Linked DNA regions of Mus musculus: all the other regions are linked to region 2. The links are chromatin contacts, called in public Hi-C maps. All regions are on one chromosome and are shown on one strand. The core of a region is the stretch at or near the end of the contact, and the rest is flanking DNA. Distances in the headings are between cores, read along the strand shown. Region 1 overlaps Ppp1r1c (protein phosphatase 1, regulatory inhibitor subunit 1C). Region 2 has its middle 11 kb from the start of Gm37004. Region 3 has its middle 39 kb from the start of Gm39867.

What was found. Hi-C and Micro-C count contacts between places; a contact is called where the count stands out from the background.
Region 1: a contact with region 2 is called in a Hi-C map of the N1E-115 cell line, with 15 times the contacts expected there. The contact joins two enhancer-like sites. A contact is called at or near these places in 2 of 39 promoter capture datasets (the 3T3-L1 cell line and hippocampal neurons), 3 of 15 datasets of contacts at CTCF or cohesin (the NIH/3T3 cell line, large pre-B cells and pro-B cells), 55 of 484 Hi-C or Micro-C datasets (the 3T3-L1 cell line, 3T3-L1-derived adipocytes, the Ba/F3 cell line and 36 more) and 1 of 115 datasets of contacts at active chromatin or transcription factors (astrocytes).
Region 3: a contact with region 2 is called in a Hi-C map of the G1E-ER4 cell line, with 11 times the contacts expected there. The contact joins two enhancer-like sites. A contact is called at or near these places in 2 of 15 datasets of contacts at CTCF or cohesin (CD8 T cells and large pre-B cells), 76 of 484 Hi-C or Micro-C datasets (the AML12 cell line, B cells, the C2C12 cell line and 52 more), 5 of 115 datasets of contacts at active chromatin or transcription factors (CD8 T cells, PVALB interneurons, bone marrow-derived dendritic cells and 2 more) and 1 of 9 other capture datasets (embryonic stem cells).

The regions. Positions count from the first base shown.
Region 1 is chr2:79,767,645-79,770,344 of GRCm38.p6, reverse strand. The region is part of intron 4 of Ppp1r1c (protein phosphatase 1, regulatory inhibitor subunit 1C); the gene reads right to left. Among named protein-coding and RNA genes, the nearest start is that of Ppp1r1c, 61 kb to the right of the region's middle. Within about 2 kb of position 1,299, at least 9 of the 459 cell types and tissues checked have an H3K27ac peak or open chromatin away from gene starts, as enhancers often do. A contact at or near this core is called in the N1E-115 cell line and cerebellum, where this site is marked.
Region 2 is chr2:78,960,666-78,963,365 of GRCm38.p6, reverse strand. No RefSeq gene overlaps it. Among named protein-coding and RNA genes, the nearest start is that of Gm37004, 11 kb to the left of the region's middle. Within about 2 kb of position 1,380, at least 42 of the 459 cell types and tissues checked have an H3K27ac peak or open chromatin away from gene starts, as enhancers often do. A contact at or near this core is called in the G1E-ER4 cell line, the N1E-115 cell line and cerebellum, where this site is marked.
Region 3 is chr2:79,509,866-79,512,565 of GRCm38.p6, reverse strand. No RefSeq gene overlaps it. Among named protein-coding and RNA genes, the nearest start is that of Gm39867, 39 kb to the left of the region's middle. Within about 2 kb of position 1,270, at least 59 of the 459 cell types and tissues checked have an H3K27ac peak or open chromatin away from gene starts, as enhancers often do. A contact at or near this core is called in the G1E-ER4 cell line and the N1E-115 cell line, where this site is marked.

The DNA.
Region 1 (2,700 bases), core at 50-2,549, 810 kb before region 2:
GCAACTGTAACCTTTGGACATTGCAGTACTTGCTATTTTATTTCTTAGTGGAAGAATCACAATTGTATGCTTTCCTCACAATTTGAAGCATCTTGCTTTCCACTGGTCGTTCACCCAGGACTATGCAGCATTCAAGTGTAATAGATTTGTTTGTCTTGATTGACAGCAATATTGATGCCCACTGATGTCATTTTCTGTTCCCTTCACAACAAATGGCTCAGTCAGTCTTACCACATTTGGGATGTAAAGACCAATAATCTTTCAAGAACTGAATGAGGGCTGAGAAACAGGTTTACATCCAGAAAGAAAAGGACGGCAACCATTCATTCCACGCTCTCAGAGCCCTCCGTACTTTCTAGTCAAGAGAGTCACTGAGAAAGAAATTAACAGCACTGGCCATAAAATTATCTTTCAGATCAGCCTGGATTTTGAAGTTCAGACGAGAATATTATGGTTTTAAGAGGGAACATGTTTAGACGGGTTTTATAGAGCAGCACGTGTTTCCAAGGAATGTAATCCTATCCTAAACTTGCCCCACTAAGAACCAATCCCTCATTATTATGAAGATTTTATATCATAACAGATTTTGACTTGGATTTCCATTAATTTATTTGAAAGATAACATGATGAGTAGTTAAACTTCTCACAAGTCACAGCCATTATTTAGGAAACAAAACCCAGGTTGGCTCTAGTAGTTTGCCATCTTTCCATAAACAGCAGTATTAAGGACAGGCAGATGAGCTGAGGCAAATATAATCATCGAAAGTAGTCTCACGGAAAAAGCAACAGTGTATATAATATATATGTCCTTTTTCCAAAAGCCCCATATTTTCAAGACTATGTAACACAACAGATTTAAAAGTCAAATCAAGAGGTGGGGAGATGACTTAGCCTATCAAGGTATGCAAACACGTGGTCCTAAATTCAGCACACATATAAAATGCCCAGGGAGAGCTTTGTACTCCTGTAATCCCAGCACTAGGGAAGGATAGACAGGAAGATCTCTGCAACTCATTAGCCAGGACGCCTAGCCAACTCAATGAGCTTCAGTTTTAGTAAGAGACCTTGTCTCAGCGATGATGGTGATGATGAAGGTGGAAACAGAACATGTTATCTGTAAGTGTGTTATTTCTCTCATGTTTGGAATCTATATAGGGTGGTGTGTGTGTGTGTGTGTGTGTGTAACATAAAAGCACAGATGGAGCTATGTGGCTGGAGGACGGAGCCAGGGCCTAAAGGGAATAGGAGGAAGGAACAAGGAAATGAAAGGACATTGACAAATGTTACAAGTTTCTCTTCCATATGGAATCTGTCTACCTACCTATGCATTATCTAGCTATCTTCACAAGGGCAGAAAAAAAATGGAAGGAGCCAAGGTAGGGAATGTGAGCAAAGTATACAAGTTTAAAATGCTACAGCGAAACCCATTATTTCCTATCCTAAGTAAACAATTGTTAATAGAATGTGCTGCTGTCTCTGAACACAGCCCAGACCTGAGTAGAGGCCTCAGGAGATCCTCAGCAGCTCACAGTGTTTGGAACACAGATGGCCCTTCACAGTCTGCCTGTCCAGTTCTGACAAATCATCCACCTGGTATCCCCCCCCCCCACTCCTCTCTCCTAAGAGCTTGCTTGCCCCACCTCTGGCACAGAAGTCTCTTTCTCCTGTGGAGCCTCTCCTGGACTTTGTAGGCAGAGGTGGCTACTTCCTCCTCCGCCTTCAATTGCTGCTATCCAAATACATCTCAGGCAGCCAATAATTAGCTTCCACACGGCTCACTTTCTCATCTGACATTTTCTCTGTTGACAGAGATGACGCTTGGCACATCTCAGCTCCAGCGTCTAATCTGTGACCTGGCAGACAGAAGTCATTTTATAAATGCCTGCAGCATGCGGTAGTAATTGAGTCAGGTAGTAATTGAGTCAATGAATAAAACACATGCAAAAAAAAAAAAAAAAAAGAAAGAAAGAAAAAAAGTTTTTTTTTTTCAATGTGGGCAAAATTAAGCTGTTACTATAATTTTTAAATCTGGATTACAAACCCACTGATTCAGCATTTATCACAAGCAGTTGCAATATGAATGGAAGATGAAAGAGAACACACCTGACATAGGTCCTGTCCTGATGAGACTACATCTAGCTCATGCGAATTACAGATACCACACAGAGGCCTCTGTGGAATTCCTCACCATCTTAACCAGGCATAGTTCAAAGGACTTAGAATCAGACCAAGGGGGAAAAACCTTCTACAAGAATGAGGCTATAGACAAAGCCCGGAGACATAACAGTCAAACAATAGCTGTGTATATTTCCAAAGAATCAAGCGAAGCTCTGCATTGCTGCAGTGGGGGTGGGAAGAAGAAAGGGGAAGGAAAGAAATTAGTTGCAGTTGAAGAGGCAGTCAGGTAAGGGGCCCACCAAAGTCTACTCCAGGGCCTTACTCTGAAATAACTGGAGGAATTAAACAGGACTGAGATCTGTGTGGTCAGCAGTCTAGGGAGTTGATGAGGACTTGCCCTGGGGAGAGACAAGGTTAGCTGGAAACATAGTTTGAGGAGAACATGGTTATCACAGCAAGATTTATATTACAATTGCGTTTTAAAAATAAATTTATATTTTAATATAAACACAAAGGTCATCCTTTAAAAGAAACGAAGTAATTTGCAGAAACCAGAATGAAAAGATCATATGAAAAAAGATT
Region 2 (2,700 bases), core at 131-2,630:
AGATTTGTTCCCATGAAGGCTGTAGCCAGCAGGAGAGACCTTATCTAAATATCTCTATATAGACATCTAAATATGAATATCTCTAACAAATATCTACATAGATAAATAGATTGATAGAGACATCTAGGTAGATATAGATATATATGTGCTAAGTGTAGAGTGATGCATATTAAATGAGTGAATAATTTTAGTAGGTCTTGGATGGCATATAACCAGGTTCCAGATACAGCTCTGGAGTTGAGGAGAGGAAAAAAAAGGATGGGCCAGGAAACAGAAGTTGAGATACAGCACATGAAGGGATTCTCAGGCTAGTGACAGAAAGCTACACAACAGCTATAGAGTTAATTTTTCAATGTTTCCCTTGCTTTGTTCCTTTATAAGGTAAACTAGCTTTGCATTCTGCCATTGGCAGCCTCTTTAAAATACTATCGTGAAAGTAGGTGAAAACTGGGTTGTTCCTGAAGCTTTCGCAACCATTTCACCAAGTACCGAGTCTGTAACCAGATTACTAATAAGTAAGCTAGATGCAAATACTTTACAACAGATGCAGTAAGCTTTTAACTACATTATATTTGTCAGGAAAGTTACAAAGGCATACACATTCTATTTACAGAGAGTCATATACATATGAACAGCACAGGTAACTATATGGTTTGAAATAGACTGTCGATGTGATGATGTCTCGGGCTCATGTTTAATCTATTAACTACCTACCTATTATATAATTACTGAGAGAATTATGCTTTGATTCTGCTCAAAGCAGGGACTCCTGCAGGAGCCTAAGAGCTTCTTATGTGTAGAGTATTTAAAACAGAATGAAATTAGCAATCTGTAACTTAAAATTATACATAACATTTAGCTTCATTTAAAATTAAAGCAGTAGAAGGAACAGATTTTCATGGCATTTCCATTATGCAGAGAGGTAAACAACAAATAAATATGGCACATATGAATATGAAAATCACAGCACGGTAATTGCTGTACTCCATCAGCGTGTGCAATATTAAATCCTCAAATAAACACTTACTTAACCTCATCCTCACACATGCCTATTGCTTTTATCAGAAGGAGAACCACCTGAAACATTCAAACTAACACCCCATCCCCCAATGAGGTACAAAGTCAACGGGAATCACTGCTGTTCCTGAGAGATTTCAGTTGTGCTCCTCCACTGGCTCCAGTAGTGCCAGTATTTCTAAGAGACAGGGACAGGAGAAGAAATGTGGAAGTCAGTTTGAAAAATTCAGCCCTCCTGAGACTGTCTTTTATGTCACATCCTAACTCCACTGCTGATTCTTAAAGCCTTGTGAGGATCATTAACATTGCAGCCATGCCAGGAACCTCTGCCTTCTGGCTGAGACCACACTCCAGCTCTCTCTTTCTCTAGCAGAGAGCAGAAACTCTTTTTGTATACCCTTAATAATAGCTAACGTCTGTCTCATGCTCTGGGCCCGAGCTTGCCCTAAATTTAACCCTCAGCAATGGTTCTCTGTTTTACTCACAGCCACGACCTGACTCATTTATGAAGAGACCTCTGCTACCCTGGAGTTTTTCAACAGGCAAGGGTTAAAAGGTCAACCACGGTGTCGTTTCTGTCTTTATGAATAACAACTGTCAGAATTCAGTTATGCAGAGTAACACGCTGAAGATATCTTATCATTTTACACAGTATGACCAATGGTTCAGATGTGTGGTTTGTGTGCACATGAGACTATGTCTCCTAGCAGGGGACATCAGCGACTTTATCAGAAGCTAGGAACCAGAACATGCATTGATTCAATTCAACTTTAAAACAGAAACCAAAGACGTATGAAATCCAAAGGAAGGAAAACTGCTTTGTTCCAAATAAATACCTTTCAAGTTTACCAATATTCATTGTCCCAGTGATGAAATTAATACATCTTTGCTGCTCTAAACTTAAATTTGACTGGATGGGTAAATTCAAGCCTGAGGCTTTCATGCCATTATCAGAGGCTCTGTCAGTGAGTGCTTTAACCTAATTACATTTGATGCAGCAAATCAAGAAAACCACTGCTGGTTATGACCTCTGCCAAGAGCACTCATGAGCTAGACAAATGGAGCTTAAGATGTTATTAGTTGTTCGTTGCAAAGTTCCAGATCCTGCCCGACAGGAGGCTGCCGCCTGATGTGGGCACGGACCCTCCAGATGGCATTCTGCATTGGCTTGTGGCAAGGCTCTCGGGGACGCTGGCACATTTTCTGCGTCAAAATGAAAGTTTTCCAATTACAAGGAGATAATGTGAGGAGATGCAAACTTAATCTCTTGAACAAAAGGTTGCAAGCTGTGTAATAGCCATTTCAGGGGAGAGATTTCACTACAGTTCAATTGATTTAAACGTCGTAGATCACAAAATGGGCTATCTTTCCTAATAAAACTGAGGACGCAGCTGCAGTAGATTCTACCTCATGGAGCAGGGTGCCAATGGGCTCATCATCTTAGGGACTGCTTCTCTTAACTCCGTGTTTTGTTGAATGCAAGTCGGTGATTATTTTTGCCTTCCCTTATGTGTGAATGAATAACAAGAAACCATCTCCTTTTAGTTAGACAGCAAATGTCTTAAATGAAGCCTTCCAGGTGTAACAGTTTAACAATGTTACTACATAGCAGATCATAGAGTTTCACCAGGGCATATTAAGTGGTAAGAAAGCCTTATTACTATCCAAACCTTTCAGATAGTT
Region 3 (2,700 bases), core at 21-2,520, 550 kb before region 2:
CATGAATGACATATGGCAGCAAGGGTGGACAGAAATCTAGTTTGAAAGCTCAAAGTCCTAGAATGGTAAATTCGGGCCCCACACAGATGAGGCTAATACCATTAGCCATTTATTGCAAAGGAACTAAATCTTTACAAATTAAACTCATGATGGATTTTAATCACTTGGCTAATGTTGGTAAATGATTATGCCCCAAGCCATCATGATAATGATCATTACTAGCAAGAATCTGTTTTTACAATGTTTCTAATGCTCAAAATTAATCCAGAAGTCAAGAGCCATTAAATCATTTCTCCTGCAGCAGAGTTTTAAGACGGGAGCATATTTCACGTAGCTGTCATTAAAAAACAAAAGCTAAGAAGGCGATGGAAAAATACAAAAGAAAATCAAGCTATTAGCTACAGCGCCACCAAGCGACCAACTTCACAATTCCCTGTAAAGCCCGAATACATAAAAAAGCACATACAGAAACGAAAGTGCTGTAAGACCACAGCAAGAATCGCCAATGGATGCTGGTTATTGACCAATAATGAGTCTCATAAGTACAAGAGGGTAACTTCCCACTCCCTTGAGTTATAGCACTTATGTGAGACTCATCAGAACTAACCTGGTGGGTTCCCAGAGAGCTGCCAAACATTCAGAACTTGAAACAAATAAAGATAAGGCCATTTAAATAGCAGCTATCCCTGGGCGGTACCCATGGCATTATATGACAGCATCTTTGCACAAAGAGTAAAGTATGAACAGGTGTCAGACTTCTCACACTACTTCCTACGTCACAAATCCTATGGGACAAGATTATATGCTGGCAAATCTAAATCAGTTAATAAATCAGTCAGTCAATCTATTTATCTACCACTCCATCCAACGTCACTTTATTATCTGCCTATAATTTATAATAAGAGGTTTCCTAAGTAGTAGAAAACTAAAGCATTTTATAATTCTACACAAATAACTTACAAATGACCTCACTAGCAATGTTTGAGCCATTAACTTTTTCATTTGTTCACCAGGGGTATCAGTAGCTCCAACTGTTCCAGGCATAGTGCTGAAGTCTGAAAATGGCATGGCATTGTGGGACATCACGTTACTAGGAGCTCAAAACTAGTCATGTAAGATGGAAGGAACATGGCTTGAGAAAGGATGAAAAATTTAAGGATACTAAGTGTACATGTCAGCAATAGGTAGGGCCATTTCATCTGTAGACTACAGTAACTGACTCCACCCTTATGAGCTGTCCCTGAAAAACTGTTTTCATTCTTAAGGCCGAGCATCACGAAACTGAAAACCAACCAAGCAACAAAAATGACTAAGGGAGTGACACACTAAGTGACTAATGGGAGAAACTCAAACGGAGCTAAATTTAAGCCATTGGCTTTATGGACGTAACAAATTGGGTCTAAAAATAGGAGTCAGACAAAGGAGCTGATACCGTTCTGCAGTATTCAAAGAGATAGCCATGGGAGTGAACAGTGGGATGGAGTTAGGTAGAGGAACATTTAGATTATATCAGGAAAAGGCTTCCTGTTGGAGAAAACTGGCAGATTAACACAATCGTCACCAGGAAATGTTGGGAGCTCTATTTGGTGATAAGTGGAAAGCTCGGACTGGAGCTGGAAACGTGTTCTCAAGAGCTGAGGAGAGGGAACCGTTTTGATGGTGCCTTCAGCCTCCCAGTGTAGCGATCCACACCCTGCCTGTGTAACAAGAGGAGTGGAAATCTATCAAGACAGGGCCAAGAAAAGCAAACGTGTTCTCGTGGAATGTGAGAGTGAGTTCATAATACTTCAAAGGTATAAACTGTTCAGTTAAACCTCTCTTCCCCTTTCATTTGATGCATCTCTCCATTGGGCTGCGTCAGGGGTTAGACAGAGCCACGGTCTGGTTTATTAAACTGAGAACAGGAGCTCAGTCCTGTATGCCACTAACTAGAACTAATCCAAGAGATACGGCCTCCAACACAAAACCTGGTGTTGATGTTTACCATATACAGCAATTTAAGTTATTGCTTCTCTCCTGGACTGAAATAAGTAAAACACAAAGAAAATATTAATCACCCAGGCTATGTCCATTGACTCTTTGCCCTTACCTTTCATGACATGACTTATAGGGAGTTGGAGTTTATTATCCCAGTCAGTTTGCACTGACTCCTAGTTAGGTCACACTGGAAAGGCCTGGTTTCCTATATGTTTCTGTTGCCGTTATATTAAAGGGCAAGAAACAAAAGACTCTGTGTCCCCGGAGCTTCTCTGTGGACACTGTGACAATGCACCTCTACTTGGCTTCAGTTCCTGACTTGGGAAATACGTGTTTCTCTCACAGTTTCTGCCTGGTGGCTTTGGACCTTCACTCTCACAGTTGCCTGGCCCTACACCCACAGCTGTAATGCAGTTTTCTTTCTTCTGAGTCTCTGTTCTGACCTTCATGATGATACATAGTTTCTACTGCCAATTTACACTGATCTACCGGGGAAATCAAAGAGAAAAACACTAATGTTTCTGGCCTAATTTTCTCAAATGGCACAGAAACACTTTGTGGTTGTTAGGCTTTGGTTTAAGAATTCATCATGTGAAAATATATCCATTATTCACTTTTCATATTTCATATTTCAGGTATATCATCGAATCAACAGTGATAGCTAGGCTTCTGTTACAGATTACAGTTTAAATTGTCCTTTAAGCCATAAATAATTAGTCATTA